Linked DNA regions of Sus scrofa: region 2 is linked to region 1. Evidence: chromatin contacts called from public Hi-C data. All regions are on one chromosome and are shown on one strand. Each heading gives the region's core, a stretch centred on a gene start, on an enhancer-like site or on the middle of the called end of the contact. The rest is flanking DNA. Distances are from core to core; before and after follow the strand shown. Region 1 overlaps LOC110256743 (a long non-coding RNA gene). Region 2 overlaps PCGF5 (polycomb group RING finger protein 5).

Region 1 (4,315 bases), core at 454-2,953:
CATTTTACTGATGTGGACTTTGGGAATCAGTTCTTATTGATGCCTGAAGTTTATGATTCCACAAACTCTACCCCTCAGAATAAAATTGTGTGTCTACATTAGAGCACAGAAGAGGAATAATTAAATAGGTCGGAACAAACATGGCAATAAATAAATGAAAAAAAAAAGGAAAAGTCCAAATCCCACAGCACCACATACAGATCTCCCTGAATCTGGCCTGTGCTTGTTCTCCAACCTCATCTTCTACCACCATGCCTGCTGTCACGCCCAGCCAGGTCACCTCTCCAGGTCTATCACAGCCTGAATGCCTTCAACGTCTCTGCCTGGAATTTCTGCCCGCTTTGCATGTGCCAAGTGACTCCCAAATCTTCCTTCAAGTCATCCATGTGACACCTTCTCTGGCAGAGCTGAGCACTCCCTTCCTCCTTCCAGCCACCTGTGCACTCTGGCATGTTCTTGTCACACTGAACATCAGTGGCAGTTGGGTACAAGCAGACCTCTCCCACTGACCAATGAGCTCCCTGAGGCTAGGAAGCCCTTCCCGTGGAGCAAAACTGGAAGCTCATGAGGCACATAATAAATGCTTAATTAATGGTGGTTAAAAGAGTCAATAAGCATGTGTGCATACATTTTACTTGATTTTTCTATTTAGAGCATCAGACTATTGACTGCCATTTTCAGTGGGATCCGCTCTGCTCAATTTATTTGCTAAAATACCTAAAGGATTTATTCTGCTTGAGACTTTATGAATACACACAAAAAGGACTCACTGGAAATACCACCATGGAGAATAACTAAAATTTATACACGCAGCAAAAAGAAACATTAGAAATACCATTTAATTGGGAATAATTAAATCTATGAAATGGGATAAACTATGTTTTGCTTCTGGAACAGTTAACTGAGGCAAACATAAGAGAAGCAACAAATATTTATAGTGTATCCAGACATTAACTTGTGACTGCTTCTCCCTCTGGAATTAGAAAGGTTTTGAAAGAGGAAGGCTAATGCCATAGAAAAGATGGGGTAAGCAAGGGTTTGGTAAGAAAGTTTGTTGTGTTTACACAAACCAAAACAGATCCCAAATCTCAGAAGTTTAACACAGGGAAAGTTTATTTTCCACTCAGGCAGGTCTCCTTCATGTGCTGTCTGCACCACCTCACACACACTGCCTCCAACACCACTGATTGATCCCAGGCCACTTCACTCTGCTCACCTCCCATTCGTCAGCACCCTGTCACATGACCCCTCTGCCTGCTGGGAATTAAGGAGGAGGAACCCTGCTCTGCAGGGAAGGAGATGCTGCAGAGATCAGCAAGCAGGGCATCCCCAACAGAGTGCTTTTGGAGTCCACATCTGTGGAAGGGATTGGACAGATCAAGCCTCAGCAGTCACCTTGGGAGCCTGGGCTGACTCTGTGAGGGGTTCTGTAGACCAGATATCTTCAGGGCTGTCCTGATTTGGGGCAAAAAGGGCTGGATCTCTGTTCCCCTGCATTGATCAGCCACTGGCTCAGGCTGTTCTGGGAAGGGGTGTGACCCTGAGTAAGGCAGCTCAGCCAAGGCAATTCCAGAGAAGACTGACTCCAAGGGCTGTGTGCCAGCAGCTGGAGAATAAGTCCAGCTCGCATCCCTGACAAGGGTCTAGGAGGCTCATCAGAGCACGTGCACAGTGAGTCACACAGTCTTCCAAGCAGAGAGATCACACTGGAATCCTCTTTCATCATCCTGGCCTTAAACCTATCACTGGCTTGACCTGTGAACCCCACCAGTTGTCTCTGCTAGCAATTCCAATAAGCTTGGGCATAAAGCACATTCTTTATCCCTAACTACTCTGGCTGTTCCTGCTGGCTGAACCCCACCCTCCAAAAAATGTTCTGAAAAATTCCTGCTGCCCTTTAAACCAGAGAACAGCTTCTCATCTGCTCTGGGTCTTTGCCAAGCTCACCATGAATAGGGGGTATCTGTCTCTCTTTGAGCTGCCTCTGGCTACCGTGAGCCAGGACTCTTCCACAGTAAATAGCCTTTTCCAGGCTGGACTTCTGTTTAGCATTACCCAATATCTACTACTCCTGCAGTAAGAACCAGACTTGATTTTTCTGTTTAACCATTTCATGCCCACTATTCACTGGTTATGCTGGAAACAGCATGGCCCTGTTGAGAAACACCTGTGCAAATTCATCATTTGTTTAGTGGGTCTCCTGTAGAGAGGATGTGGATCTGGACTCTAATGTTCCAGAGGGCACTTCTTGGACTCCATTTTTACATGTTCTAATCACATTCTTTCTATGGAGACAATAATGGCTGGCATTTATTACAAAGCACTTCACATGTGATAACTTACTAAATTTTCACACCTATCCTATGCAGAGGTACTAATATTTTTCCTGACTTGCATATAAGAAAACCAAGGCACAGGCAGTTGAAGATGCTTGCCTAAGGTCATATGAGGCATAGATGGTGGAATTAGTATGGAACCCCAGGTAGTCTAACTGTGAGGTTCAGGCTCTTAATCACTATATTATATGGCCTATCAGTGTCCAGGGAGTGGGCTCATAAATTAGCAAGGTGGAACCTCTCATAAGAATCATTGAATGTACTGAAGTCCAATGTACTGACGTCCTTTCATGGAAAGCCCAGTAAGAAAAGAAGCCCTAGCTTGGAACTCCCTTCACAAGCCAGAAAAAGTAAATTAAAAATGAGTAAATTTAGGGAGAGGAATTCCCCATTAAAAAAAAACTGGACCTGGTATTAAATGACAAATGTATAGGCGTTGGTGTTTTAGCATGGGACAACTTATAAGTAGTTCTGTGGTATGTATTGTGGTACCATGAAGCCATAAGGTAGTAAAATATATTTAGATTTGGAAGAGAGATAGCAACCATGATTTGTGGGTATGTACAGTGGGGCAGAGAGGGGCAGGAAGAATGAGCTGTCTTCTATGACATGGAGACTCGTGTCTGTCCCTGCGGGTGTACAGGGCCATGAGGCTACAACCCCACCATCCTCATCCACCTCTGTCTTTGCAGGAAGCCTAACTACCTCCAAGTTATAAGGTGGTGTTATGTTAAATCGTCTGGTGGGAGCTGGGCGACAACCTTACAAACCCGATCTCAATGCTGAACAAATTGTTCCTTTGTCTTCAGGTGTGGCGATGTGATGGAATCTGTCCACACCACAGCCCCTGGGAAATGGGGCTGGACAGACATTTGGTGCCAGGCTTCTTTGACAGGAATGCTAACCTGTCAAGTCGGCTCCAGTGTCAGGATACAAATAGCCATAATGAGGCCATCGACCAAGCTTAGCGAGTCCTGCCCGGTGATGAAATGTGCTTGCAATAGGCAGGGTCTGGAGGTGATTTGGGCCTGACAGCTCAGCCTCCAAACCACATTTTCCATGTGTCAGGAAAATGAACACCATGTCCATTGCACATGGTTTTAGCAATTAGACCTTTATTAATACCGCAGAGCAGCTGGAACTAGAAATAGTCTCAAGTGCTCACATTTTTTCAACATACAAATTACCATAGCAGCGGCAGCTGCTGAGGCCAGGTTTATTCATCTTGGGCCAAAATTCTCATACTCTTGACCCCATGTTTTGGGCCTGGACTTTGTGACTCCAAGAAAATATGGCCGCAAAGCTCTACTCTGGGGAATCAGACATTCCTCCCTAAAGACCGTGTCTTCTCCCCCAGCCTTTCTGTTCTCTCCATGGCCTAGTGGTTTGGGTTTTAGAAAGCAACTCTCCAGAGTTCATGTTGTGGCTAAGAAGGTTAAGGACCCAACATTTTCTCTGTGAGGACATGGGTTCGATCCCTGGCCTTGCTCACTCCGGTGTTGCCATGAGCTGTGGTGCAGGTCTCAGATGTGGCTTGGATCCTGCCTTGCTGTGGCTGTGGTGTAGGCCTGCAGCTGCAGCTCCAATTTGACCCTTAGCCTGGGAACTTCCATATGCTGTGGGTGTGGCCCTAAAAAGACAAAAAAAAAAAAAAAAAAAAAAAAAAAAAAAGGAAGGAAGGAAGGAACTTCCCTTCCTGAGTTTGCGGTTTCATTTCTCCCCCAGTGGGAGTATTGTAGTACATAACTCTCTTACTCCTGCCCTCACCCATACCCCACCAAGGTTTCTAAGCCAACAGCCTGCCCAGGGAGAACCCTTCTGCAGCTTCTCAATTTCCCTTGGGCATGCCCATACGTGTGTGTATGTGTGTTTGTGTGTGTGTGTGTGTGTCAGCAGGGGACAGTTTCCACTGTGGAACCACTCTGGGTATTTGCACATTCCTCCTTGTGTTCACCTAGATTTACTCCCTGAGTCTGGCC
Region 2 (4,172 bases), core at 1,004-3,503, 240 kb before region 1:
TAAAATGTCTCTAAGCTGAAAACTTGAAAGAACTAGCCATCCAAGCATCAGAGTACAGAAAAGCCCAGCGAGGGGGGTAAGAGGCCAGTTACCTCCCCTTTGATGGCTGTAGCTAAAGCATTACAGGGTGTATCATACAGAGCAAGGGGGTTCTTTATTTTGCCTTTTTATATGGAACCCACATAGACAGGAGCTACCTCTTATGAATCAAACTCAAGCTCCAAGAAAAAGTCCAAATTCTCCACCCAAACTAAAGACCAAAAATGATAAAATACTTTAGAAAGGGAGAAATATGAGAAAAGGAAGATAAACACACAGTAGGTTGTAATCCTTTACTAGTTACTCTGTATGACACAAAAAGTCAGGACTAACCTGACCACACAGTTTCTGATACCAATCCCTGGACTCCTGGTTTCTGGAAAAGGTATCAGAAACTGGAACATTCAGTCAATTTTACCTCTATTTTTACTATAGCACTACTGTCTAAACTGCAATTTATACTTGGGTAAAACAACCCTTTACTTAAGTCATTTTTTTTTCCAGGCTTGTTTTTTTTTTTTTTTTTTTTGCCTATTTTGATGTCATAGATCAAAAATAATCCTCTGCTATCTTATTCCAGTCATTCAAAATTATTCTCAACCTCCCCTGCTATAGGAGGCCAGCCCTGCACAGATAAGTAGAACTAGTAAAACTCTGATCCCCACATTACACATGAAAAGACAAAGCCATTTTAATGATACATAATGATAATCCTAGGATCTTATGGGAAATCCAGGGCTAAAGACTGAGCTCACAAGTGAGCCTATAAAAATACACATCCATCCTTCAAAGATTTCAATGGTCATCAGGCCATCTTGAAACAAATCTCATATTAAATAACAATGGGAAGGGATACTAAAAGCCTTTTCTCTGCCCAGTATTGTCTGCCATTTTGTTTAAATTATTACTATTACTATTGTTATGATTATTATTTTGGAGCTGTACCCACAGCATATAGAAGTTCCCGGGCTAGGGGTCGAATCAGAGCTGCAGCTGCTGGCCTACGCTGCAGCCACAGCAACTTGGGAACCAAGCCACGTCTGTGACCTAAATTATTATTAAAAATTACTGACTGCTAAGGCTCCTGGGATGCGAAAGGGAAATTTGGACACTTAGCATAGGTGACAGGGAAAATTCCCACGAGGGCCTAGAAATATTTTTCAAATCTCAGAATGTATAAATTGTATCATCCAAGATCCACCTATGAAAAGTTCACTCTAGATTATCAGAGCATAGCAACATCCTGGCTGTCAAGCTATATCCCAGTTCCCTCTCCTATTTAACATACAAAATATAATACACAAAACAGCAAACTCCTCACTGTTGCAGGATGGGACTAGTTCTTACTTCAGTTTCCCTTAGCTCTCCAGCAAATACTGCTATGAAAAGTGACCAGTTTTCTGTTTTATCTCCTTTTTCTCTCCCCAAAGTCCAATTTCCTCTATTTCCAATTACCTTCAACTGGACTGACTTCAGACTTAGACGCATTTATATAAAATCTTGTGATTTACACAAAAGGTTCATAATCAGAGGCTCAGAATGTAAATAAAGAGACATGTGAACATCAAATAGGAGAAATTTGAGCTTTAAGACAGTGGTTAGTTCACCACAGCTACCAAGCAGTGACCAGCTTGAGAGAGTTCTATTAGATACAGAAGTTTAAAAAAAAAAAAAAGTCACCTTCTCCATTTTCTTGAGGCTTATTCTTCTTCCAAAATTCAGATTCACGCTCAAGTTCTTCTAATTTAAAAGAAAAAGGTATAAATGGAAACAATTGTGAAATCTTTAGTAGAAATGGTGATTATACAAAACACAAAAATCTGCAAGAACCCAAAGAGCAACTTACGTTCTCGTAGTCCAGGGACCAACTTAAATATAATTTCCTCTAACGTGTTATCCAACCTTTCAGAGAGGAAAAAAGACAATATGCTAACAATGAAGACACAAAATCCAATATGTAAACAGTTTAAGATCTGTATCCCACACACTTTATAAAATTCAGAACATACACAGTCAGCAAGTACCACACTCAACTCCACTGCAGGTGGACACAGCAGCCTCCAGTCTGTCCAGGGGTGGACCAGATTACAGGCTTGTCCCCAGCTCTCTCTACAGGACTTTGAAATTGCTGCCTTGATTAAGGAGTGGAGTCCTTAGGTGGAGAGAATATAACACAAGTGACACTGCTCGTTCTGAGCCTGAGCCTCATGGGGCTCAACACATGCTTTGTTTGCCGTGCTGTCCTTAGAATCCTGCCACCGTGAGAACAAGTCCAGAGGAGGAGACACTGTGTCCAGGAGAGCCAAGCTGCGGAGCTAAGGCCATCTCAGACTAGTTCACGGACAGCCCAACCCAACAGGACAGAACCCGGCCCATGTCAGCAGGGCTGGGGCCTGACCAGCTGCTGACTGCAATCACCTGAGTAAGCCGAGCCAAGACCAGAAGAACCACCCAGTCTGTGAACCACACAGAGTTGTGAGGAATGATAAATGCTTTTATTATTGTTTTAAGCATGAAATTTAGGGGTATGGTTTACTATGCAGCAACAGCTGATACAGCCACTTTCAAAATCTCCACCACAAACTCTGGCTCTTTCCTATGCTGGGAATAACCTCCATTCCTCTCTTCCAAGAAATTTAAACCATTTGTTCTATCTTGCTAGATTAAAAAACTGTAAATATTTACCTTAACATTTTTCTTGCTTTCTTTTCCTGCTGCATCTGAGTGTAACCCTTCCCTTTCATGGCTTTCATTTCTTGGTCTCATGCCTTGCTCTTATAATACCCTTTTCTCTTATCTCCTTCACCCTGCTCAGCTGCATTACCTTCTCTGACTAAAAATACGTATACTTTTCTCACATCTGAAAAATCCCCCATACCTTGGCTTAACCTACTGTCTTTTCAACTGTTAGCAGTTTCTCAACATTTTCTTTCAATTTGAAAGCATAACTGACACTATTTCTGCTTCTTTTACTTGACTGAACTCCCCAAATTATCCATATCTTCCAAACTGAACAGATTTTTAAAATTTTTTAGAATTAAAATTTTAAATTTTAAAATGACTTTTTCATGTCATTTTTCTCCTACCTTGCTCTGCAGCAGTCTGTCAGTGCTGCCTGACACTGCCTCCTTGAAAATTTCCTCTCCTGGTTTTCTTTTTCTCTATTGACTTTCTGTCCCTAAATAACTTTCTTTTTCCAACCGCCTCTCCATCTGCGTATTCCTCTTTGCTCTGCTCTCTGAACTCTGGCCTTTTTCTACAGGTTGCCTTCCTTGAGGATCTCATCCACTTGTCTGGCTTCAAAATCTATATACAGACAGATAACCTACACCCCTAACGCACACACCCCATCTCTCTGCTGAGCTCAAGGTCAGGATTTCCAACAGATGTTGACCGCTCTCTGTCAAGACTCATCTAGTCTCCTTCAACAAAAAACTGAGCACCTCCGTTAGTTTTAAAAATTAAATTTAGAAATGATACCACATCACTCCCAAACAGGCTCAAAATGCAAACATTCTTAACCTACCTCTGTCTCTCTCTTGCTTCACACTCGCCTTCCCGTGCCAAGCCCCAGACAGCTCCTGCTCAATGCCTCTCCCACCCAGGCTTCCCTCCCCACCCCCCGCTTCCATTCTCTCAATCACCATTCAGAGGAGCAGCACAGAGATACTTTCCTTCACCTTGACATGCTCATAAGGAATCTTCCTTAAGCAGTAATTTGATCATTATCTGCCTGCTCATTTCTTCCCACCACCTGCCTTGGAGTGTTTATACAACTTGAGCCCACCCTACCAGCTGTAACTGGTACTACTCGCCTGTCACTCTTCTCTAGCCAACTGGCTTATTCAATTACTGCTGAGAACGCCTTGCCTTTTCCAAACTGTGTTCTCCCTCAAGCTTTCCATCCCAGCTCAGATACTCCTTTCCTTTTCCTCCTCTCCAACCAAACCAACCTTATCTTGTTCTTCAGGACTTACATACTAATGCATTCACAGTTTTCCTAGACTATTTAAGAGTAGCAGTATTTGAAAGAAGCATTATTTCTCTTCTTGTTTTATCAATGTAATCCATGTAAATAATTTACAAATCAAGCATTACGTTAAAATACAACATTCTCGGGAGTTCCTGTCATG

Evidence for each region. Hi-C and Micro-C count contacts between places; a contact is called where the count stands out from the background.
Region 2: a contact with region 1 is called in a Hi-C map of skeletal muscle, with 5 times the contacts expected there. The contact joins two enhancer-like sites. A contact is called at or near these places in 2 of 5 promoter capture datasets (fetal liver and liver), 25 of 47 Hi-C or Micro-C datasets (adipose tissue, alveolar macrophages, blood and 12 more) and 1 of 2 datasets of contacts at active chromatin or transcription factors (skeletal muscle).

What each region holds. Positions count from the first base shown.
Region 1 is chr14:102,672,534-102,676,848 of Sscrofa11.1, reverse strand. The region is part of intron 4 of LOC110256743 (a long non-coding RNA gene); the gene reads right to left. Among named protein-coding and RNA genes, the nearest start is that of ANKRD1, 62 kb to the right of the region's middle. Within about 2 kb of position 1,703, at least 21 of the 83 cell types and tissues checked have an H3K27ac peak or open chromatin away from gene starts, as enhancers often do. A contact at or near this core is called in adipose tissue and skeletal muscle, where this site is marked.
Region 2 is chr14:102,917,277-102,921,448 of Sscrofa11.1, reverse strand. It overlaps PCGF5 (polycomb group RING finger protein 5), which reads right to left. Exons shown (of 10, transcript XM_021073244.1): 4 at 1,886-1,941; 5 at 1,720-1,779. Among named protein-coding and RNA genes, the nearest start is that of PCGF5, 92 kb to the right of the region's middle. Within about 2 kb of position 2,253, at least 13 of the 83 cell types and tissues checked have an H3K27ac peak or open chromatin away from gene starts, as enhancers often do. A contact at or near this core is called in adipose tissue and skeletal muscle, where this site is marked.